Linked DNA regions of Mus musculus: region 1 is linked to region 2. Evidence: chromatin contacts called from public HiCAR-type data. All regions are on one chromosome and are shown on one strand. Each heading gives the region's core, a stretch centred on a gene start, on an enhancer-like site or on the middle of the called end of the contact. The rest is flanking DNA. Distances are from core to core; before and after follow the strand shown.

Evidence for each region. HiCAR-type assays count read pairs that join an accessible place to other places.
Region 1: a HiCAR-type map of Th2 cells shows a contact between it and region 2, with 7 times the contacts expected there. The contact joins two enhancer-like sites. A contact is called at or near these places in 18 of 484 Hi-C or Micro-C datasets (B cells, CD4 T cells, CD8 T cells and 8 more) and 6 of 115 datasets of contacts at active chromatin or transcription factors (CD8 T cells, T-cell acute lymphoblastic leukemia, Th2 cells and 3 more).

Annotation. Positions count from the first base shown.
Region 1 is chr12:26,067,584-26,073,236 of GRCm38.p6, reverse strand. No RefSeq gene overlaps it. Among named protein-coding and RNA genes, the nearest start is that of Gm29835, 91 kb to the right of the region's middle. Within about 2 kb of position 2,261, at least 17 of the 459 cell types and tissues checked have an H3K27ac peak or open chromatin away from gene starts, as enhancers often do. A contact at or near this core is called in CD8 T cells, Th1 cells, Th2 cells and 1 more, where this site is marked.
Region 2 is chr12:25,427,147-25,432,677 of GRCm38.p6, reverse strand. All of the region lies in intron 9 of Gm36723 (a long non-coding RNA gene), which reads right to left. Among named protein-coding and RNA genes, the nearest start is that of Gm36886, 45 kb to the left of the region's middle. Within about 2 kb of position 1,532, at least 46 of the 459 cell types and tissues checked have an H3K27ac peak or open chromatin away from gene starts, as enhancers often do. A contact at or near this core is called in CD8 T cells, Th1 cells, Th2 cells and 1 more, where this site is marked.

The sequences.
Region 1 (5,653 bases), core at 1,012-3,511, 640 kb before region 2:
GATAAAACAACAGATAATAGGGAGGTACATAATTTATACAAGGATAATGGATAGCAACAGAGATTATATATAACAAGTAAATATTGTATATCTCATATGTAACATATATTATCTATCACTATACATATGTGATAGGTAGATAGGTAAGAGATAATAGATGATAGATAGATAGATAGATAGATAGATAGATAGATAGATAGTAAAACAATAGAAAATAGGGGGTACATGATAGAAGGATAATGATAGAGTTTATATAATATATATTAAAATAACCCATATATAATATATTATATATCATTATATATACTCATATTACATATGTATTATATATAAGTAGATAGGCAATAGGTAGTAGATTATAGGTAGATAGATAATAAAATCATGACAGACGATAGATAGGTGACATAATAGAGGTAAATGACAGACACTACCTATATAGAGCTAGACATGTATGCACAGAGACAGATGTACCTAACTATATTACCTTGCACTTCATTGAAGGTGCAGGGCACTGGTGCAGAGTTCATTCACAACAGCTTCTGTGTCTGCCCAAAGCCTTCTTGGGCTCAGAGCCTTGTCCCCTCTCCCATCTACCCACAGGACTGGCATGTACACGCTGACCACCTTCACATTCATGCTTGTTTCTCTTTGCCCATTTTTCCTCATTCGTATGATGCAGAAAGCAGCACATGTCTGAAAGTAACGCTGCAAGGTTAACAGGATAAGATACGTAAAACACTCCCTGTGTGCCTGGATAAAATGTGCTGGGGAGTTCTGGCTTCACGCCTGGGTTTCAGTGTGGCTTAGAAGCTCAAGTGTCTCCCTTAAGTAAGGGAACATCGCAGATACATAAAGGCAGCAAGACAAGATCAGGGATTGCCTTACCTGTAGTGAACTGCTCATCACTTCCACCTGCAAGTCCAGGAAGGCTGCAATGTGTGTGGCAGTGTTTGAGGGCTGGGGTCGCATGCTTTGTTTCCGTCTTACATATTCTGAGCCTAACCACTCAGAGTATGTCTAAAACCAGTCTTGAAATTTCAAGCCAGAGGGTTTTTTTTAAAATAGGATAATTATTTTATATGTAAAATTTTAATGATGAATTAAACAAGCAAGCTGACTATTCAAGTTCTTCTAACTGCATCACAATTGACCCAAACCCCTAGTTAAAGGCAAATCTGTGAGAGTAGACTTCCCCCATGGAAGAAGACGAATACTCTGTTTTACAGGCACAGCTTCTGACTGGAACTTGAGGACCAGGACCTTGACTGCTTTGAGCATGTGAGCTCCGGTCTGTTTGTGTCAGGAGCTCTTGTCTGTCTGTAGACACAGTTTCTCCACCTGCTGGGAGTGAGGGGAGGTCAGAAAACTTAGTGTTTCTTCCAAAATGCCTGATGTCCAGCCCAGAAGCTTAGATTCCGAGGCGAGTCAATACTTCCCTGGGGAACAGTCCCTTGGTGTTAGCCAGACTGGGCACTAGATGGCACTGTGTTGCAACAAAATTCAGGTGATTAGTGAATTTTATGTGGCTGTAAATAAGGAACTCAGCTGCAGGGGTAGGTGAGTCCCCTCTAGAAAGTTGCTCTGAGGGGTCTCATAGTTGCTCTTTCAGGACAAGGTCTTTAGGCTTGTTGATCACCCAGAGAGTTTTATTTCAATTACACTTAAGAGAGATGTTCTATGTATGGATGGTTATACTCAAATACCCATTTTGGTATGGCTTTGCTCTGTGGAGTGGAGAATAGTGAAGACCAAAGACCCAAAGGGGTACACCCTGGGCTCCTCTCCTGAGCTCCTAGTCCTCTCATCCCACCAATGAGACTCTCAGCCTACAATTCCCAAGGGCAGCATCAATCCGTCAATCATGATGTCTTGGTATCTTCTCACAGCTCCTCTGTATTCCTAATTCCCACCCAGGAAAGGAAGGGGCTACTATGTACATATATATGGCTTTTTTTACACCCCCATTTATATCCAACAAATCATTGTGCCCTGATTGTCATTCCCCATTTCTCTGAATACAAAACCTTGTTGAAGCTATTCTCTCTGCCTGCCCTCAGAAGTGATTATGAATTTCCAAATTCATATTCTATGGTTGTTACTCTGCTAACTGATCACTTGAGTTGAGAATTTCCTCTCTATGTATAAAGAAACAGAACAGTAAAACATCAGCAACAACTATGACATCCTGAGTCACGAATGTCCCCGTTGGCTGGGGATCTAGAGGCTGCTTCTCAGCACCCGGGAAGAGAAGCATCTATCTCTGCTGCCTATCTAGTTTGTCTCTGACACATTATCTTACTTGGTAACCCCAAGACTTTATGGGTAGCATCACCCCTGCCAGGGTATTTTTACTCACTACTGTTTTTCTAGCTGGCTGATTGGTTGTGCAAAAACCAGCTCTGACTTTCTCTACACCCATTGTTTGTTGTAGCGCCCGGTGAAGTTCTGCACACTCTACTTGGTTTCTCTCCCCCTGCCCTCAGGTTCTTTTTATCTACTGGAGTCATTTGTAAATCATACAAAAGAGTTATATCTCTTCCTCTTTATTGCCTTCATGATGTTTCGTCGGCAATAGGAAAACAATCATGTAATTGGCAATTTCTATAACATAGAAACCTTCCCTATCTCCAGTTTATTAACAACGTGGTGCATTGGAAAGTCCTCATAGATGGGCAGGTGCCGTATTCCAGAATGGGGTGCAAGTTCTTGATCCTCAGTTTCAGATGGAGGTCTTGCTATGGCCACAAAAATCATGTTTAGGCTCTGAGGGATGACATAAGAAGCCACCAGGCAAGTGACTGAGTGAAGCTAAAGAACCTCAGATCCAAATCCCTCTCTATGCTTGGCTTTGTGACTCTTGGGAGGGTTGGAGACAGGAAACTCCTCTCTCATTCTCTGAGGTTCCCTGGTCAATTCTGTCCACTTTGTACTGGGAGTCTTGGGGAGACAAAAAGATGGATTTGTCCACTATTGTGGGCAGATGACACTATTGTCCACTGAATGACTGGCTCAGAAACAGTATTTCAGCACTGAGGGTCTCCTTGTTTCTATAGCCAAATACATCATTCTTTTTTCTTAGAAGTTGTAACTCTACCACCACCACACACCTCTGTCACATGGCACTCTTCTTCTGTCTTAGATACCACTCAGGTCCCCATCCCAGGTCCTGGGTAATAGCACTCAAAGAGCTGTATGTTCCTCACCCCATCTTTGTTCAGAGTCCCCCATACCTAGGGCTGAGCATCCATCCCTGCTGCTGTAGGATGCTAACTCCTTTCTGCCTTCAAGCTCCGTTCTCCAATACGAACTTATCCATTCTGTTTGGATTTCATTGATAAAATGAGGAACATTCCCAAGAGAAATGCAGGTGTGGCTCCTCTCCAGTGTTCAGACGTTGTAAAGACCTCAAGAACATTTCAAGAGAGGGGAGGCCTGCTTTGCAGGCCCGCTATGATGGACATGTGGTCTTTGGCTCCTCTGGGATAGGTAACAGCTCTCTGCATCTCTCTTCTCTTGAACTCCAACATTTCAGGATGAGATTTAAGTAAAGCCTGGAAGTGGCAGGTAGCAACTCCAGAGAAGGGTGGAGACAGGCTAACCAGAACCCTCTGGAGACTGCTGAGGGTAGACAGGACCTCCGTGAGTTCCACTTAGGTCATGTTGTGGACCGTGATGACTTTGTGAACAGGGACTAGTATATAGTTATGCATTTTTTTATAAGAAGAAGCCTGATAACACACGCGCGCGCGCACACACACACACACACACAGAGAGAGAGAGAGAGAGAGAGAGAGAGACAGAGAGAGACAGAGAGACAGAGACAGAGACAGAGAGGGAGAAACAAAACCCTCAAATGCAAAGAGGCCTGCTTTAGTGTGTGTGTGTGTGTGTGTGTGTGTGTGTGTGTAGGAACAGAAGCAAGACTAAGCCACCAAGCAGGCTGCAAAGTGCAGACAAGCCAATCAAAAGTGTGACAATAAGAGAACCTGCCTTTGATGGGGACACATCTCGGGTTCCTCTACTGCCCAAGAGAGATATCCTGCTTGGCCCAAAGCCTGCTCAGGTACTCTTAGGATTCAGAAACTTGGAGTAGAGTGTGTAAGCATAGCTGCATGGGTCTTCATCAGCCTGCTGTGCTGGACCTGGGAATTCTAGCAGGTTTGACAGCTTTACCCTTTCCTAGTGGATTACATAAAGAAGTTTTTGCCACAGTCAATACGGAGTTTTAAAATGTTAAGGACTGTAAATGGAAGCAAAACCAATCGATGCTCTGTGCTGGTCCTGTGATAAGCAAGGGATCTGGACCCCAAGCTTGTTTTGAAGACTGCCCAGAGAGCAAGGGAAGCCAAGGAGAGAAGGAAGTGGTACCCAGAGACAGGAAGGGAGGCTGCACTATAGGTTCACGCCCCGAGTGATGCTTTGGGTCCCAGCTTTACAGTGCAATGTAAAGGGTATGAAGCCAGAGCAGGTGTTCTACAGAGGAACCACCCTGTCGGTAGGAGGGGAGCAGCCAAGAGGGATCCAGGAAATGCCATCTGTCCTTCAGAAGCCCTGTCACCACTGGGGCTGGGGCGATCTGAGTAGCTTCCAGCCCCGGCTGGCTCTTGCCATCCTGAGCCTCTGGCGGCTCTGCCCTCTCCGGAACTGTCTTACTCTTCTGACTCTGAAGGCCTTATTGATTGCTCAAAGTGAACTCTCAGCCCACGGCTTCCTCCACCCCTGGGCAGCTTGCATTTCCTCTGACGTGGTCTGTGTCTTCTCCCTTCCCCCAGCACCCTGAGCTTTTTACATTTCAAATATTTGACAGCTGGGTGAACTTCTGCTTCCGCCCAAAGAAGGACTCTTTGCAGTTCACAATGGCCGGCCAGTGGCGCAGGGGCAACTGTCGCTCCAGCTGTGAGAGAGGCTTTTGCAAATGCTCCGGAGAAGCTGCTGTCCAGCTGCGCGCCTCGCCCTCTGGCAGCGGGCTGCATTTTAATCAACCGGCTCTCACTCTCTGGGAGAAGGACTCATTTGTGGGGCTGGAGCAGATGGCCCCCGCCCCCAGCGCCCCAAGATCCTCAGGCCTTCCGCTCCGGCAGGTGAGGCCTGGTGATGTCAACGCAGGTGTGGATTGGAGGTCCCAGCTCCAATCCAGACCCCCAGAGCCTATGTTAGCGCTGCCTGTATTAGGCATACAGATCCCTAGAGTGCACTGTAAGGAACACACAGCCCTGGGTCCACAATACTGGAAGCTGGAATCCTGTAGATAATGAGAAGAAGATGCCAGATTTGATGAGAGGTGTACTGGGCAGGTGCCGACATTCTGCCCACCATCAGACGATTTGAACTAACTCAGCTTCTTGAACACCTCAGTGTATCCCCAGAGAGATCTGTGAACCTCCATCCCTATGTGTGGAAAACTCTGTGAATATCATGAGTGTCCCTGCCTGTATATATCTTATCCATCTTGTCAGAGCTGGTCTGGGCTGTCCAGCCTTGCAGCCCAGTTGTCTTCTCTGAATAGCTATGACATTTCTCTATGGTGCTTTGCCTGCCTTAAAGAAGTGTTCAGTAAATGCCAGGTGCCTTAATTTCATTAACTCCCCTCAATACCAGATGGGTCTAATCCCTGTTTTCATCCAAGGAGGCAGACACGAGGATTTCCCACTGT
Region 2 (5,531 bases), core at 283-2,782:
CCATTATTATTAAAAGGGGGGGGGGGCTTGGTCCAATAAGACTAACGACTTTATAAAAAGAGGAAAATTTGGATGTGACTCATTGGAAAAGCAATGGGTCAGCAGAGACAGAGCAGAGTGAGGCTGCCACAAGCCAAGAGGCATCATGGATGTTTGTGTAGAGCTTGCTTTTCTCATTTGCTATGACAGAGCGTGGGGGAGGGGCAGCCAAATGAAGGAAGAGTAGTTTACTTTGTCTCACAGTTCGAGGGCATGGTCCATCATGGTAAGAAAATCGTGGGAGCTAGAATATAATGTTGCTGGTCCCGTTATATCAATAGTGATGAAACAAAGATATAGATGGTGGTATCACTTCACCTTGTTCTATTTCCCCATTTCATTCAGTCCCAAACCCTGTAGTATGGGCTGATGCCACCCACATTCCAGATGGGTTTTCCTCTCTATAATCTAAACCCCTCTGGAAACTCCCTCAGACACACACACACAAAGATGTGTCTCCATGGTGATTATAAGTGTACTGAAGTTGGCAGAGAAGACTGTCAATCATAGCCAGACAACACTGGGAGCTGGAAGAGACTTGGAAGGATCCTCCCTAACCTTTCAATGTGTAACTCTGCTGCCACGCCATTTTTGAAGTCCTGTCTTTCAAAGCTATGACAGAACACATTTATGTTGCTTTCAACCACCTAGTCTACAGTCCTATCATCCTATTCTTGTCTCAAGAAAATGAAACCACCAACACATCTGTCTTTCTTGCCACTCTACTCCAATGTAGGCAGGACTCCAGACTATGAATACTCCCAAATATCTCAGATCCGGTGCTTTGACTGAAGGGCAGGGTATAAAAGAACAGAGCTACTTCCTAGAATCAGAGATTGATCAGTAACCCCATACTAAGGATAGTACTGATGATCTAAGGCAGTGTCCTCAACCTTCCTAATGCTGCAACCCTTTTAAATAAAGTTCTTCATGTTGTGGTGACCCCCCAAGCATAAAATTATTTCATTACTACTTTATAACTGTAACTTTGCTGCTGTTATAAATCACAATGTAAATATCTGACATGCAGGATGTCTGATATGTAACCCGTGTGGGGATTGTGTTCCATAGATTGAGAAGCACTGATCTAAGAGTTGCCTAGACTGCAGGGATAGACAGATCTCTCAATAGACTCTTAACCCAGCTGCTATAATTCTTGACTGAAATCTTCACTCCCTGGGTTTGTTATTACTACATCCAAATGACCTGCTCTTCCTATTTCCTTTCCTACAAAATGCTGGTATCCTTTGGCTTCAGTGTCTCAGAACAGTCCCCCAAATCTTGCCCTGAACTCACAGCCTGAGAGGAGATTCCTAGGCTGCTCTGAAGAAAGAGGCAGTGTGTCCTCGCAAGGCTCTAGGAACTAATTTCTATAGAAGCTGTTGCATCAGAATCACCTCCTGGATTCTTCCCTTGGCCCACTGTGCTACAGCTGCTGTATGGGGAGTTCAGAGACTTGCATACAAGGATGTGGCTGACCAAGAACCACAGCTCTAAAGCCTAAAGCCGCAAGTGCAAACTGCAGCTCTCCTTTAAAATAGCAGCTCTTTGCTTCCTCCTGTGTAAGCACTCTGCATGCATGAAGCGAAGAGCCCTTTGCACCTCTCTGCAGGTCCAACTCTGTTCCACTGCAGTTCTCCACAGTACAGCTTCACACCTAAGGCCAACTCTCACGCTCCCCCAACCCAGCCACCAGCACAGGTGGAGCTTCTGAACTCTCCCTCACTTTCTGCAGCCCTTGACGTGAGAAGAGAGCCTTCATCTCAGGAAGTATCCTTCTGCCACTGTTCAATGAACACTGGATGTTCTCAGTCAGGACAGGCCACACTACAACTTCTGTTTCCCACTGTCTTCGTTTCTTTTCCTATTGCTGGGGGAAAAAATGCCCCGACAAGAGCAAATTAAGAGAGGAAGGATTTATGTCAGCTCACCCTTTGAGACACAGTCTACCACAGTTTGGAAGTCAAGGCAGCAGAAGCTAAAAAGACATTATGGCCCCAGTCAGAAGAAGAACTGCATAAGTGATCCGTGTGCCCTTTTTCCACAGTCCAGGGTCCCAGCCAAGGAATGATCCACATCAGTCCCCAACCAACATATCCAGAAACCCATCTCTCAGCTGGTCTTGATTCTGTCAAGTTCACAAGTAACACTAATCATCATACCTTGTATGGCGGTTTGAAAGGAAATGGACTCTATAGACACATAGGGAATGACACTAAATTAGGAGGTGTGGCCTTGTTAGAGTTAAGTGTGACCTTATTGGAGAAAGCACTTCACTGAGGTGGGCTTTGAGATCTCAAATGCTCAAGTCAGCCCTAGTAGGATGGTCTCTTCCTGTGACCTGCCAATCCAGATGTAGAACTCTGTAATATTTTCGGCATCATGTCTGCCTATGTGTTGCCATGTTCCCACTATATTGACAACAGAAACCCTAAGACACCTAGTATCTATGGAGATATGCAGATACTCTGTATCAGGTAGTTCAAGTGTACTGATCGATATCTATTGTTCCATGGAGACAGATTGTGTAGGCCAGATCGAAGCAGCAGGCAAGTCACAGGGCATCATAAGGTGGTTTATCTATCCTACCCTTGGAGGATATTCTAGACCAGGAAGTTAACAAACTAAAATCTTATGGACAAGTCCAAGAACAGGGTGATGGAATAAAAAGGATTTGACTTTAACTGCTGAGATAGAAAAGGCACTGAGTGCTCTTCTCTGGACCCCAACCTCTGGGAATTTTTAGAAGGCGCTGTCAAGTATTCGGCTCCATAGAACACACCCACCCTCTCTCCTCTGACCCACTCCTCTAAGCGAAGTGCAGCCCACCAGACACTCTTGTGTCCTATGAGATGTCAGTGGAGGTGTCTCTATGCTCATCCAACATAGACCCAGGCCACAACCTTCTACAGGTCATTTCTACATGGTGTCCTCTTCTCTATGTACAATAAGCCACACAAAGAACCCAAAACCCAATACTGTTTGCTATCTACTCAGCCTCCAAGTTCAGTAGGAGCAGCGCTTTATGAGTGTGTTGCAAATGGTCAATGCTGATGGATACGGTGTCCTTACTATTGTTTTTTAAGGGTAAACCCTTTAAAAATGAATGAGTTTGTTTGCTGTTAGGCTATGTAGTATTCTGGGTGGGTGTAAACACTACAGCTGAAACCACAAAGCTGGCCTTCTCTTTGTAAGTGTTTATAACTGAGCCTCAGTATGGTATATATGGGGACAGCCACCACGATCCTCTGAAAAATCCTAGCAGGGACAAGCAGGGGTCCATCCACAGGCAGATCTGAAAAGGACCTCAAGTTTCCATGGGTGATTTCCCTCTGTGAGAAATGTGACTGGGTTTTGTGCACACCAGGCCCAGGTGCCAGATATGGCTTGTCTATCCTCATCCCTGACATATCCTAGACTTTGGTACCACACAAAACCATCCACCGTGGGCATCCTACATGCCCCAGGCTATTTGATACCATAAGCTAAATTTGCACCAGGGCTGACTTTCTAAACAGTGGGAACTTCCAGCTCACATCAGCTTAGACCTCAAGCTTGTTTCTTCCCTCCAGGGCATAGCTGCTCAGAGTCTAGGTATGATGGTCTCTGCCAGCCTGAGACTCTTGCCCACCTTCCTGCATGATCAGGCTACACTGTGAGCTTTCTGTTCTATCCTGCCCTGCTCTGTTCCCCTCCATCACAGAGCAGAGGAATCCACGTCCCATCCCATCAGTTCCCCACACACAATCAAGTCTACATGTGCAGAACCCTGAATACGCTGAAACTTTATCCCATTACTCTGTAGAGGGCGAGAACAAACACAGAATCACAGACTGCATATGCATCTCCACATTCCTGTTTCCATCCATACCAGGAGGCTTTGTCAGGACCTGCCCTGAAGTGCACCATCATGGCAGGACCCAGAGCTCAGGCGGCCTGGCCCCTTTCCATTAGGTGAACTCCCCACCCCCACATACAGATTTCTATTTGTTGTTGAGTTTAATTTGCAAGTCCCTGGCCTCACAGAAGCTAGTTTCTGTTACCAGGAATTTTCCAATGTATTTTAAGTTCTGATCTGATTGTTGTTTTCCTCTCTCCCCAACATCTGTATTTGGCATCAGGATTCACCAGAGATACTCTCTCAAAGCAAAACAGACTCCGTCTGACAGGATGTCTGTTTCAGAAAGGAAAAGGTGAGTGCTTCTTCCTTTGAAACTGTCTGCTAGTCTACAAGCTCAGGGGCTTGCTACCACAACCAGGATGGGTTGGAGGGAAATGCTAAGCCTGAGACCTCTCTTCAGGCTGGTCCAAGCTGCACAGTTAGTAGAAGGCAGCCTCTAAGCTGTTCATCCAGTACCTGACCATCCACGCCCGCTCTGGAGTGTAGCCACCAGCAGCACTGGGCCTGGTTTCTGGAAAAGAGCCGCTTTCATGAAGTCTGGCCATCCTCTCCTGACACCATGGCACGGAGCAGCCAGTGCCAGCTAGACTCTACGTGTCTCGGGTAACGTGCTGACGGGCACACTGCTCTGAGCCACAAGCTTTCCAGCCAGGTTGCTGGGCCAGGCTGAGGGGTGATGTCAGATGTTCCTGCCCTGAGCTGAGCTGGCTTCTGACTAGACAGTAACGTGTGTGAACAGAGCACAGCTTCCCTGGGAATCCTGGAACCCTTCAGGAAGCTTTTATCGACTTTTTCCAATGATTAAAAAAAAAAATAGCTGACCCCACTCATTGCTGCTCACATAGGAATGAAGCAAAAGAGATGGAGAGGGGATGGCTCGGTGCAAACACTTGCCATAGGCACCAGGACCCGAGTTCAATCCCTTCAAGCCCAAAGCCCACATATAAATATCAGACATGACAGTTTGAGTTTGCAAACTCAGTGCTGAGGACTCAGACACAGGGGAACCCTAGGCCAGTCTCACCTAATCATCCTGTTAAAGAAAAGCTGTATGACCCCCAAGGAATCATACTGAAGGTTAGCCTCTGGCCCTCCAAGCACATGCACATATGTGTATCATGCAATACAGACATAACCCACACATACACATATACACATACTTGTAAGAATGCTATGTAGAGTCCATGCTCCCATCTACCCTGATGAGTATAGTTCTTGCCCTTCATCAAAGAAGTTTCATTCTTCAGTAGGTGAAGGCGGTTACAGAGATTCAGAGATTATCAAAAATGCAGAGAATACGTGTCTGTGTGATGCTCAAACCCAATTAATACAGCAGCAGTGCAGGTTCAGAGGAAATCATGGCAAGAGGGTACAGGAAGATTGTAAGAGCCAGGGGACCAGGATGCCTGCTGCTAGACGGTGGACCCATAGACAGGACAGGAAAAATGCACCCATGAAATTCTAACTATGCAGTCACCTAAACAAGAACAGCATAATGCCAACACCAGTTGTCATGCTGACATGGGCAAGGGAGAGTCCACATGGTCCCACCCCTAGATAAACAGCTACGGGAGGTCAGTGCTCCTGAGAG